4 separate regions of the Zea mays genome follow, and all the other regions are linked to region 1. Evidence: chromatin contacts called from public Hi-C data. All regions are on one chromosome and are shown on one strand. Each heading gives the region's core, a stretch centred on a gene start, on an enhancer-like site or on the middle of the called end of the contact. The rest is flanking DNA. Distances are from core to core; before and after follow the strand shown. Region 1 holds the start of LOC103636442. Region 2 holds the start of LOC101027124 (TRAM LAG1 and CLN8 (TLC) lipid-sensing domain containing protein). Region 3 holds the start of LOC103636445 (serine/threonine-protein kinase SAPK4). Region 4 holds the start of LOC541754 (myb-related protein 308).

Region 1 (3,075 bases), core at 404-2,903:
GCATTTTGATCCTTCTGCGCCAGTTTTCATTAACAATTCAGTCCTCGCCAATTCTTGCCGGCTCTGTACCAGAACCTTTTGTTCGCTGTTTGCCGATTGGCCCTTGCCCTTGCAAACATGGGATTTCGCGCACTGTCCCTCTTATTATCATTTTCCTCGCATATGCCCTCGAAGATCTCACTTTGGTTCTTCTGCTCTATTTTTTTTCTTAACGATTTAGCCCTCGCGAATTCTTGCCAACTATGTACCAGAAGCTTCTGTTCGCTGCTTGGCCCTTGCTCTTGTAAATTTGTGGATTTACACCCTGGTCTCTGGAGTTATGGTTTTCCTCGTACGGTCTCGTTGTTAGGCCCTTAATTTTATACTTATTTCTGCAGGTTTATCCCTATTCCCTAATATCTTTTTATTTAATTTTCAGTTTTCTCTTTTGTAGTTTTGTACAATTAGGCTCCACGAAAGTCTCTCTTTTGCCCTTCACGTCTAGGTTTGTTCACGTTGACATTATTCATGGATGCTTTTAGAGCTACTGTGCTAGACGACTAATTTTTTAACAACCCTTGGGGCTTTAGACTGTGTTCCGCGGTTCCCCCTAAATTTCTTCCCTATATCCCAATCACGTGCCACGTCAGCGTTCTCTTTCCCCCTATTTTTTCATCTCCCGCAGCGGTTCCCCCTAAATACTCCCCTATACCCACTACTACCATAAAATATTGTTTTACCTACTTATACATCACCCTTATCAATATATTTTCTACTGCGAACACACTGTTGCGCACGTTGCTCGAGGGCAGGGGGCCGACTCGCTCCCCTAGATCTGGTGAATCCCTGTAGCATCCCCTACCACTGTAGCACCTTTAGCGGTCACCGATGTGCGCAGTAGCATGATACTGTGGACGCTAAATCAAGGGGAGGGAGAGAAGAGCGTCCACCGTTGAAGCCAGTCTTAGCACCACGCCACCACCATGTCCCAACTCCCAAGTAATAGGTAGTATTTTACAATGGTGCATCTAACCTAGACTTGATCATGGCCACCCGATCCGACCAATGCAACGGACGGATACGAGCTATAATTTTTGACCCGTAATAATTCACAGGTCGAGGTACGGGCCATGATTTTTGACCATAAACCCGACCCAACCTATAAAAAACCTGACCCGACACGTCAAACAGGGAGGTACAACCCGACCCGACACTAGACATGGATCGGGTACGGACCGTGATAAATGGCTCACGACCTGATGTTTAAGTAGGTCTAATATAACCTCTTTCTTAGACCTGATCATGGGCCATTTGAGTATTTGACCCGGCCAACCTAACTCGACCAGTCCAAAAAAAATTCGGCTCGATCCGACCAATGCAACGAACGAGTACGAACCGTAATTTTTAACCTACAGTAATTTATGGGTTGGGTTTGGACAAGATTTTTTACCAAAAACCGACCAACAGTAGAGTTGAGGAACGCAGCAGAGCAGAAAAGACACCCTACGATAATCGTATTATTACGAACTGAATACAAATAAAAACATCTCGTCGTTCGGTGTGAGAAGTGCCTGCATGCCAGTGCATCATTTGACTCTCGCGCGCGCAAAAAAAAAAAAAAAGGACCGGCGTTCTTGGCGATGTCTTTTGGACTAGCTTGACTGCTTTGAGCACGTGTCAGCCAAGCTCGTAGTCGTCTCACACCTGCCCGACGATGCAGCCGCCTGATGCACACGCGGCCTCCACTCTCCGCGCGGCCTTCTCTCGAGTCTCGACACAACCTTCTCACTTTCTCAGTAGCCGCTGCGCACCGCACTCGCACGCCACCCTGCCGCCCTGCCTTGCCCAACCCTGCCGCAGTGCCGCATCCAAATCCAACTCCCACGGGGTATGGATCCTGATCAGGTCGCCGACGCCGGGGTCCAGCACGACGACCTCGGCGGCAGCGCCACATCCGCAAACGGGTGCTTTGACGGTGGCAGTGACGACGGCTGGGGGCGCGCGTTGCTCCGGCTGGGATGGGACCTGTCCAGGAAGGCCGTCATCGCTGGCGTGGCGGCCACGGCCGCGCCCGTCGTGGCCCCGCCACTGCTTGTCCTGTCCCTCGCCGGCCTCGCGCTGTCCTTGCCCTTCGCCGCCTACCTGGCCAGCCTCGCCGCCACCGACCGTCTTATGGGCGCGCTCCTGCCGGCGCCTCGTACTACCCAGCCGTACTGCGGCTGCGACCTCGAAGACGATGAATTCTTGGATCCATCTGAAGCGCCGGGCGCCGAGGCCACTGCACTCGACCACTGGCGCGACACGGAGGACGACGCCATCATGGAGGAAAACGAGAGCTTTGTGCCGTTGCCGCTGTCACGACAACCTCGATTCTCCGAAGAGCCGATAACATCATCGTCGACAGACGTGGAGGATAAGATGGCTGAAGGTGAGTCTCTTTCCCGAGGATTGGGCCACGAGTCACTAGTGTTGGACAATAAGGAAGGCACAATCATGGAGGACACCGAGTACATTACCATGGAGGCACCGCCGAGAGGCTCCGATGTTTTCGGATCAGCAGTGCCTGTGTTGCGTGGTGAAGACGATATGGTTCAGAGAGCGGTAGAAGCTCCTCTTACAGCCAAGGAATCAGTCCAAGAATTATCTGTATCAGACAGTGAGGATAGAACACAGGACGACAAGTGCAAAGATGCGGAGTCTTCCAAGGAGATTCTGTCACTGAGCGTCGACATCACTGAATCAAGTGACTTCCCGGTGCCGGGCAATGAAGGTATTGTGGTTCAGAGGGGAAATGGTGAAACAATTTCTGTCCGAAAATCAGGCCAAGATTCTCATTCAACAGAGATTGGGGATGAAATGGAGGGCCACAAAACCGAAGAAGAGATACCACTGCACGACGCTAATGTTTCAGAATCGTCGGTGCTGGATGATACAGTGCTGGAGGAGAGGAAGATAGAAGGTGATGTAACAGTGGGGATGGCCGTGAAAGAAGTGACCATTTACACGGATCCTTGTACAGGGGAGGTGGCTGGTGATCAAGTAGATTCCATTGCCATTGCCCTACCTGCTGAAAGCGAGTTGATGCAAGCCAGCAAT
Region 2 (3,075 bases), core at 366-2,865, 250 kb after region 1:
AAACTAGTGAAGTTATAGTGCAATAATAAACCGGTAGTGTTTTACTCATATAACAACTCAAGTGCTGCTGCCAAACATATAGGAGAAAATTCAGGATCAAACAATTCAACTTGAGCTTTTAAAGACAGAGCAATGCTTGTGAATCCGCTCACTACAGGACTTCCACCCAACGTGTTGAGGGAACACGTAGCCGGAATGGATTTAATGGAGTAACTATGATTCTAGATTAAGGGGTCACTGATGCAATTATCTCCCTCAAGAATAAGTTCTCTGCTTTGAGGTAGAAAGGTGAATTATAGTCATTGGATCCAAATCCAATAGCGCATTACTGGCTGTTGTAATGCCTTGGTCTTGGTGTAAGGATTGTAAGTTAAGAAAGTAAGCATTTAAGAGATCAAATTCTGAGTGTAAGGGAGCAAGCATGAGATGGGGGGGGGGGGGGGGGGGGGGGTTGCTCTCATCCTGACTCGATCAGAGGACCGAGCTAGAGTCCTTGCACCCTGGTGGTCACAACCACACTGGTTGTGGCCCCCCTCAACACCGCGCTATAAAAACCAAGGGGAGGTCGACATGAGAACCAACATTCGTTGTGCCTCGTCATTCCAACAATTACACACATTCAATCTGCACTAGTGCGGTTAGTGCGGGTAAGGCCGCTGTCACCGCTTCACCGACACTGCACCGACCGCCAAAGCTTTCCCGACCCAGCGGCAACTACGTTTGCACCTATGATGACTTCCTTTACCAATCCCAAAGTTATATTCCCAATTCCTCCCTTCTATTGGCTAGTGTTACAGGCTAAGATCCAATGGAGCTAAACATATACAGTCCAAAGGAGCCTATATTCGATCAGTCCTAAAGATTACGAGTACTTTTACATCAATACTTCTTAACTAAGTTAGCAGCGCATTTGTGTTCTGAACCACGACGTGCCGACCATGTAACAAGCTACTGTTGGAGAATCCTGCGCCAATAGGGAATTTGAGTATTCTCGCGCAATTTAACCAAGCTAAACTCACACTAGACAAACGACATTGCCACCATGGAAGCAGAAAGTGACAAAACCAACAGTAATTAAATCAACGCTGCTCCCGGTCCCCAACAAGGAACCCAGACGTTAAAAATCACCTGGTTTGTCTGTTGTTAATCCTCTGTGCGCTTCTATTTCCCAACCTCGTCTGAAGCTGGAATGCAATTAATGGTATGTTTCCTTGCAGTCGACGCATACCGAGTACCAAAAGCTAAGGTACCAAGGGTGGGGGTTGGGAGAGGAGGCAAGGGGGGAAATCTGTACCGGAGACGGATGTGAGGGAGGAGTGGAGGAGCGATACGGCGGTGTTGACGAAGAGCGGGTCGCGTGAGACCGAGCCGCGGACCGCGGCGTTGGCGGCCTGGAAGAAGGCGAAGCCGGCGGCCACGGGCGCCAGCTCGCGTCGCCCCCGGACGCCGATCTCGAACCCCACAGACACAGCCCAGAGCACTAGCGTCGCCGCGAAGAACGCGCTCGTGTCACCGCCGCCTGCGGCCCCTCCGGCACGGTGGGGCGGCATCGTGTTCGTCGTCGCTGGACTTCCCTTGCCTTCGTTCCGTCCTCCACCAGGGTAATCGCTTATTGGGCTGAAATTACATGTCACGGTGTCCTTTCACAGCCCGATGTCTTGATAGCGAGCGGGGCCCACTTGGAGTACGTGCTTGGTCGGTCCGGTAACCTGTGATTACCATGCAACGCTCTTCTTCGTCTTGATGGAGTACGTACCTGACCACGAAAAATATTTATGCAGTAAAACAAAAGGCTGTCCTTATGGTTATATGGTTCCAGTAACAAAAAGAAAAAAACTGTTATATAATAAAGCTTCTCGTCCAATCACTGTGCAATTAAATTATATATATATATACTTTATTATTTATTTTACTAATATATTAAATTTTAACTTTTTTTAATCTATATTAAAAAATATAAAAAAGGATACTCCTATTATTAGGTATAGTTTTCTATTTTTTATATTTCTAAACGTAGAATGAATTAAAAAATCTCTTAGCATTGAATTATAACTTAAAATTTTGTGTATTTGTAGAGTGAATGATAAAACATATTTACAAGTTTGAGAGTATTTCACTATTTTTTCTACGAAAGCTTTTCGTGACTTTTGATAATTTCTTTACATGACAATTACACAGAAATTTTTATTGCAAAGTAATTTTGCAAAAAAAGGTGCAGTTTATACACACGCAAAAAAAGAATCAAACGTGCTAAATCTACTGCTAAGAATAGCGAGGGCATAATCATCTCAATTATTCCGTCGTATACACGGCTTGCCGGTCCGTCCAAAACAGAGGACTCGTGCTGCCGAGTTCGCATTGTGACACTTCCTCTTTCTCCAATGTTCTCTGAACTTAGAAGGGCGACCGTCAGACATCAGTGACATCAATGCAGTATTTGGCTTCTCTTCCCCGCATAGATTGCCAGGAGATACATCGCAAGACACCCAAACACTGTGCCGAAGGTGGTTTCCCAAAAGTTTAAATTCCTGATCCTCGCCTCCTCATCCGTCTCCGGATGTTCATGCCGAACAAGCTCACGACAACGATGCCGGCAGTGACCACCACGGTCGCCGTCGTTAGCAGGACGCCCCATTTGCAGTAGCTGATTCTGCTTCTCGTCCAGCATTATGTTGATATAATCCTCGGTGTCGTCCACGTATTCTTGGAACTGTGGCAATGCAATAGGCACAATATAGGTTACAAAAGCATGGTCGGAGCAAGGACCGTGTTTGAGATGTATTGTCACTACCCACTAGACCATTCATGACTTACAGATATTTCCATAGTGTATTTTCAGTTAGTTGTCCAACAGCGAATTTATCAGTGCACTGCATTCATTTTTCTTCAAGTCTATGTAACTGACAGCATGATCCACCATTTTGTCTTTGTTATGGCAAGGACATAAGTTCAGCCCTTCAAATTGAAATATTTGTTGCAATTTCCATAATTACTTTATTTCTAGTAAGACATACTGCTATCTGCTTTCAAGTATCCTCATTATTTGATCACCAACCCTCAAAGGAAACGATGTGT
Region 3 (3,075 bases), core at 212-2,711, 200 kb after region 1:
AGGAACAAATTCCCAGACCTCATCCTCACTAAACCGCCCACGATCACAGATCTGATCGAAAAGCTCTCCACCTGCTGCGAACTCCATCACAATCATAAGATGTGTTGGTGTAAGTATCACCTGCAGAAGTTTTTCCCAAAACAATTAAAACCATGTGATTCAGAAAAAGAAAAAAGGAGGAGAAAAGCTACTACTGAAGCAAAAGAGTGGAGGCATAATCTGTTTTCCTCGTCCATTTAAAACTCACAACAATTCAAATAGAAGACTGCACCTTATAGCTTTGAGACTTGTGTGAACAATCTGAGACAGAAAGCATACAGCCTAACGAGTGTCTAAAACGGATGCATCCCTGACACTAAAACGCATATCGGATACGTAAGAAACACAAGGGCAATAGCCTAAAAGGAAGGGGCAAAGAACAGAGAAAAAACAGCAAAAGTTAGCACCGAATCAAACAGCAGCAATCAAAAGATTCCCCCACTATATGCAGTTAAGAGGAATCAGTCCCGAATTATAAGCTGCAATATATATTAAAAAGTCCTTTATCCGTCACCCTTTGAAGCTGCTCCCTAATAACACTAAAACGGCATCAAACACCCAGTGACAAAAATAAAAAGCGAAAGGAAATGATCAAGCGGGCAATTAACCGTTTCAGTCCACAATGACGAACCTCCTTGAAGCGAATAATGTTAGGATGGCGCAGGGAGCGGTGGTTGATGATCTCCCTGTACACATTCTCGTCAATCTGCACAGCACAGATCTCAAAACTAGCGAAATTAGAAGGAACTCAGTTGCAGTCCATCCAGACCCAGTAATTAATCCACCACCAAACCGCAACGAAGTATAAGAAACGAACAAAACAAAAACAACGAACCCGGTAGCCGCGCTCGATGCACTTGACTGCGACGAGCTCCCGGGTCTCGCTGTTGCGCATCAGGCGCGCCACCCCGAAGTTCCCCGACCCGATGTCCCGCACCGCCTCGTACTTGTCCATACGTACCTCCTCCGGCCGCCCCCGGCTAGCCCAGCCCCGCGCGTTCTCCCTCCGTCCGGGAGCAACCTGTGCGGGCTCTGCTGCCGTTGCCTGCTCGCACAAGGGCGGAGGAGAAGCGGGACGGTACGTGGTACGGCGGCGGCGGCGGCGGCGGAGGGTTTGTGGGTTTGCGTTGCGGCGGTTGCGCCTCGGCGGACGGTGGGTCGGTGCGTGTGCGTGAGGCGATCGGGGATTTTATAGTGGTGGACTGGTGGGTGGTAGGAGCGCAGGGTGGGGGCCTGCCGCGCCAGCGTGTGCGAGACTGCGAGGTGAAGGAGGGAAGGGGAGGACCGGAGGACAGGGACGGGGAGGAGGCCGGAGGGGATGTCGGGTGGGCCCGCCGTCGGTGTCCGTGACCGCACCCGGAAGCGGGGGGCATCCGTGCCTGGCTGGCTGCGATTCGCCGTCGGATCCGACGTGTGAGCCCCCGTTTCGCCTGAACCGGGGTATGCGTTCTTCTTTATTATCGCAGACTCAGACAAAGCTTCTTTTACAGCGATGCTTCTTTTGGTTTGCTTATTTCTGTCGGATTGTTTGGGAGCAAGAGTAACGAAGAAAATTGAAGGAGCTAAAATCTACCACTATTTAATTTTAAATAATGAGGGATTTTAGCACCTCACTTCTCTTTATTCCACTTGCTTCTAAACAAGTTTATGAAAGTGAATGGTGGGCTGGGGTTCTTCGCTTGGAAACCCAGAACGAGGCTCTTCTAATCAAATTCTTGCATAAATTTTTCAATAACAGTGACTTACCCTGGGTGCATCTCGTCTGGAATAAATACTATTTGTCATGTGGTCTCCCTGGTCATAGAAACATTGGTTCTTTCTGGTAGAAGAGCATGATCAAGCTTCTTCCTAACTTTAAGGGACTGGCACTCCCTGCTATTGGCAATGGCAGATCAATTTCGTTCTGGGAAGATCAGTGGAGTCAGAGCTTCCCGAGGCAAAATTTCCCAGAGTTATTCTCTTTTGTCAAAAACACAAAGTTGACTATTAGATAGGCTAAAGAGCAGGAGCAGTTTGATGGTTTTTTTCATTTGTCTATCTCTGAACAAGCGTATGATCAATACCTGGAGCTGCAGGTGTCTTGGGAACAAATTGCCCTCAGTAACGCCCACGACCGTTGGCGGTACATTTGGGGATCTGACAAATTCTCCTCTCAAAAAGCTTACAGATTTTTTATGGGCCAGACGCAGGTTCACCCTATCTACAGACTCTTATGGAAAAGCAAATGTCAGCCTAAGCATAGAGTCTTCTATTGGTTGTGGCTTAAAAATAGGCTAAATACTAGAGATATGCTGAGAAGGAGAAACATGGAGCTGGATTCTTATTCTTGCGAGAACTGCCTATGGCAAAGAGAGGAGGCTCTCTATCATCTGTTCCTCAGATGCAATTTCGCGAAAGCCCGCTGGAACTCAATTGGCATAACCCCACCCAGAATTTCTAATCCTGAGGAGGCATCAGCGAACCTTAATCGCCAGCTTAACGTCCCCTTCTTTATGGAGATTATTATTCTCATGACATGGAGCATCTGGAAAAGCCGAAACGAGTGGCTGTTTTCAAACAAAGATCCTTCGGTACATCGCTGTACACAGGAATTCAGTAAGGAGCTGCGGTTGATCATGCACAGAGCGCGGGGGAACTTTGACACCTCTATCCCGAATTGGCTGAGTCTGTGGCAGACATAGGAGTAGTGCTTTTTAATCCACTGCATTTTAACTTTTGTAAAAAGACTAAGTTGTAACGTTTTCTTTTCACTTCTTTAATAAAATTCTCAGTAGGGCCCTCCCCCTCCTGGTTCTTCAAAAAAAAAACAAGTTTAGGAGTATTATCTTAGTTCTTGAATATTTGTATCTGATAAATTAAAACATGATAAATAAAAAAGGAACTAATATGTGGTTTCATCATATATTTCATTATATACTCATCACAACCTCACACAATAGCTCGACCATATACTATTTCTAAATCATTATACACTGTGATTCTAAGAGCGGGTATTCGACCATCTCTAACTGTTGGAGTACATATGATAATTCACCC
Region 4 (3,075 bases), core at 384-2,883, 140 kb before region 1:
CTACCAACCAACAGGACGGATTCTCAGGTCTCAGCACTACTACTATATGTCTAAATCCCATCCCATCCCATCCCACCCCATCCAGGGCTTGTTCGGTTAGCTTCCAATCCACATGGATTGAGTGAGATTGGGTGGGTTTAAATCCCAACTAAGTCAAACTCTTTCTTAATTTTTTTCAATCTCATCCAATCCATGGGTAACGGGATTAACCGAACAAGACCCCACATGGGTGACATGGCACGAATGTCACGCCGGGCCGCCCGAATCGAGTGCGCAAGATCACACGGTGCGCCCAAGCGACGAACCGTGCAATTAACCCTAAAAAGGAAAACGGAAATAAGAAATAGATCGGTTTTGAAGCGAGGGGAACACGAGAAATGATGCTATGCTCTCAATCTCTCATCATCCATCCACATCAGTCATCATCTCCATTAGAAACTCTGTTCTGTGGTTGTTTTTACAGGTTTGCTTCTGCCGGCCTACTGTGATCGACGACGCCTGCCTTATATGTACTGGCCCTCCTCGAGCGGCCGGAGAAACCGGAACCCCGCCGCCGCCGGCGAGGGGGACTTGCAGCTACAGGCCTCCCCGCTGCGGACACCGAGGTGGTAGCACAGGCAGATGGTCGTCGTCCGCTGCTGCTGCTGCTGCTGCGACGTGGGCGTCGACGCGGCGGCCGCCGGCGTCTTGGGCGGCGAGCACGGCGGGCCCACGGACAGGTCCAGGTTGAGGTCGGGGCACCGCGGCGCGTGGTCGGCGCTCCCGCCGCCGCTGCTGTGGCCGCCGTCCTCCGACGGCGCCGGGCGCGCGAACAGCACGGTGGGCGGGCGCGCGGGCGACGGGAGGCCGGCGGTGAGGGCGGCGGCGGCGCTCAGCGGGCGGTGCGTCTGCGGGTCGATGCCGCGGGTCAGCAGCTTGCGCTTGATGTGCGTGTTCCAGTAGTTCTTGATCTCGTTGTCCGTGCGCCCCGGCAGCTGCCCCGCGATGAGCGACCACCTGCGCGCGACGGGCCGGCCGACGATGGGAAAATGATTGAGTCGAGGAGGAGGGAAATAATGGTACCGGCGGGCGGGCGGCGAACTGAGACTGAGTGCTTACTTGTTGCCGAGCAGGGCGTGGAGCTTGATGATGACCTCGTCGTCGTCGTCCGTGAAGTTGCCGCGCTTGAGGTCCGGGCGGAGGTAGTTCATCCAGCGAAGCCGGCAGCTCTTGCCGCAGCGGAGGAGGCCGGCGGCCTTGGGCAGCGAGCGCCAGCACCCCTCGCCGTGCGCCTTGATGTAGGCGATCAGGCGCTGGTCCTCTTCCTTGGTCCACGCGCCCTTGTTCGTGTGCGCCTTCTCGCAGCACGGGGACCTGCCCATCCTATGCCTGCCGCTGCTCGCCTTAGGGCGCAGGTGTTTCTTGGCGGCCGCCACTGAGCTCTATCTACTCTAGTCGGTCGATGTTGCCTGGGGCTTCGATTGGTTGTTTATTGTAACAAAGAAGAGGGGAGACGGAAACGGAAGAAGATATGGCAGGCCAGGGAGGGAGGCGCATATATATGGCAGTGGCAGTGCGTGTGCGTGCTAGACTCGCATGCCTTGCCTTGCGCTTGCTTGATCCGCCGGCGCCGGCCCCGCCCGTGTGCCGTGTGCGTTCCTTGCGCTTGCGGCCGATGGGTCGTATGGGTAGCGTGGTGAGTGGCTAAAAAGGCGAGTGTTTCTTTCCAAGGAAATTACACTTTAGATGCGCATTAGTTCATTACCAAATTCAGGGTTCGCTCTATATTTCAGCCACCTTTTAGATGCGCTACTCCTCCTACCGGCCTAGTACGTAGGTAGCAGTGAGGCCAATCTGTCCATCATCCTCGGTGGAGTAGTTTCCTAGGTACGCAACAACTCCTATTACACTTGTACCAGCACTAGCTTCTCTTTTCAAGCTTTACCTCTCCCGCTAGTAGAGATAGATTTTTTTTTTCTTCTTCATCTGGTGGTTAGTGAACCCAGCAGAGCAGCCATAAGCTCGGCGCGGAAGGACCAGTTCATGATGATTCAAGAAGGAAAAAAAAGGCCGACACGAGAAGGCGGGGAATGAGTTTGGTACTTGTTTCCAAAATCTGGTGGAGCAACCGCCACCACCGATTGGCTAGCTACCCCATGAGCTGTTGCATGTGCTCGTAGCGTTTCGTCATGTATGGCTATGGCCTCGTCTCTCCGGTGGTGGACCCGGGAGCCAATAATTTAGTAGTAGGCCTGACCTGATTAGGTAGTTCGCGCGCCAGGAAAGCCGTGTAGATTGAGGAGTTTGATAGCGTTGGTGGGCTCGGATCGCCTAAACCAGAGAGGGCCACGGGCCAGCGTGCGCCTCCGGATCAAAACGAACATGCCCCCCTTTACGTTGGGAACAGCTCTGGGTCCCCGGCACGGCCGCCGGATCCGCCGTCCGATCACCGGCACGTACCAAGATGTTTTGATTATACAGTATACATACCGGCCACAGGGGACCGTTATAAAGTATGGGAACGCTAGTAAACCACAATAATAACTCGAGATCTATATATACACAAAAGGGTTAACGTGTAAGAATCAAAATACTCATCTAGGTTGATGTCGTCGTCTCTCTCACTATACCGCGCGGCGCATCTAATACATCGCTGTCTTTCTTCTCAGCGTGCACGAGACACTAGTGTCACGCCGTTTCATCTCTGCACGTGTAGAAGCTATGGAGGCGCTTTTGCCGTTATTGCGACGTTGACCAACAACAAAATTAAGAAGCATGGGTGAACATGTTGTTGCTGGTGGTACATGAGAATGTACAGACTGCTATTACTATACCTGCCACCAGGTTAAACAAGAGCGACGACAAAGGGTCTCTCGGTCTCAAAGCCTTGAAAATTTTGAAAATGATATTTCTTTCCCCATTAATATTAACACACTTTACCATTTTCCACCGTCCTCATCGCCATATCACACCATTTACCGAGGAAACCCTTTGATTTCAAAACCTCGGCTAAGAAATCTCATCTGACTTTATCGTATGCTTTTTCAAAGTCTATCTTTAAAATCAACCTTTTTTTCTTCTTCGATCTCAGTTCTT

What was found. A called contact is a pair of places that touch in the nucleus more often than the background predicts.
Region 2: a contact with region 1 is called in a Hi-C map of ear, with 1.8 times the contacts expected there. The contact joins the promoter of LOC101027124 here to the promoter of LOC103636442 in region 1. A contact is called at or near these places in 2 of 25 Hi-C or Micro-C datasets (ear and tassel).
Region 3: a contact with region 1 is called in a Hi-C map of leaf, with 2.0 times the contacts expected there. The contact joins the promoter of LOC103636445 here to the promoter of LOC103636442 in region 1. A contact is called at or near these places in 8 of 25 Hi-C or Micro-C datasets (bundle sheath, endosperm, leaf and 1 more).
Region 4: a contact with region 1 is called in a Hi-C map of leaf, with 6 times the contacts expected there. The contact joins the promoter of LOC541754 here to the promoter of LOC103636442 in region 1. A contact is called at or near these places in 12 of 25 Hi-C or Micro-C datasets (bundle sheath, ear, endosperm and 3 more).

What each region holds. Positions count from the first base shown.
Region 1 is chr8:172,508,548-172,511,622 of Zm-B73-REFERENCE-NAM-5.0, forward strand. LOC103636442 reads left to right here and starts at 1,654. Exons shown (of 3, transcript XM_008658797.3): 1 at 1,654-3,075. The coding sequence starts at 1,870.
Region 2 is chr8:172,763,568-172,766,642 of Zm-B73-REFERENCE-NAM-5.0, forward strand. LOC101027124 (TRAM LAG1 and CLN8 (TLC) lipid-sensing domain containing protein) reads right to left here and starts at 1,616. Exons shown (of 3, transcript NM_001279578.1): 1 at 1,295-1,616. The coding sequence starts at 1,550. LOC103637512 reads right to left here. Exons shown (of 3, transcript XM_023300899.1): 3 at 2,141-2,710. The coding sequence ends at 2,426.
Region 3 is chr8:172,707,566-172,710,640 of Zm-B73-REFERENCE-NAM-5.0, forward strand. LOC103636445 (serine/threonine-protein kinase SAPK4) reads right to left here and starts at 1,462. Exons shown (of 9, transcript XM_008658799.3): 1 at 875-1,462; 2 at 671-745; 3 at 19-120. The coding sequence starts at 994.
Region 4 is chr8:172,367,289-172,370,363 of Zm-B73-REFERENCE-NAM-5.0, forward strand. It overlaps LOC541754 (myb-related protein 308), which reads right to left and starts at 1,634. Exons shown (of 2, transcript XM_008658794.4): 1 at 1,099-1,634; 2 at 327-996. The coding sequence starts at 1,361. The coding sequence ends at 504.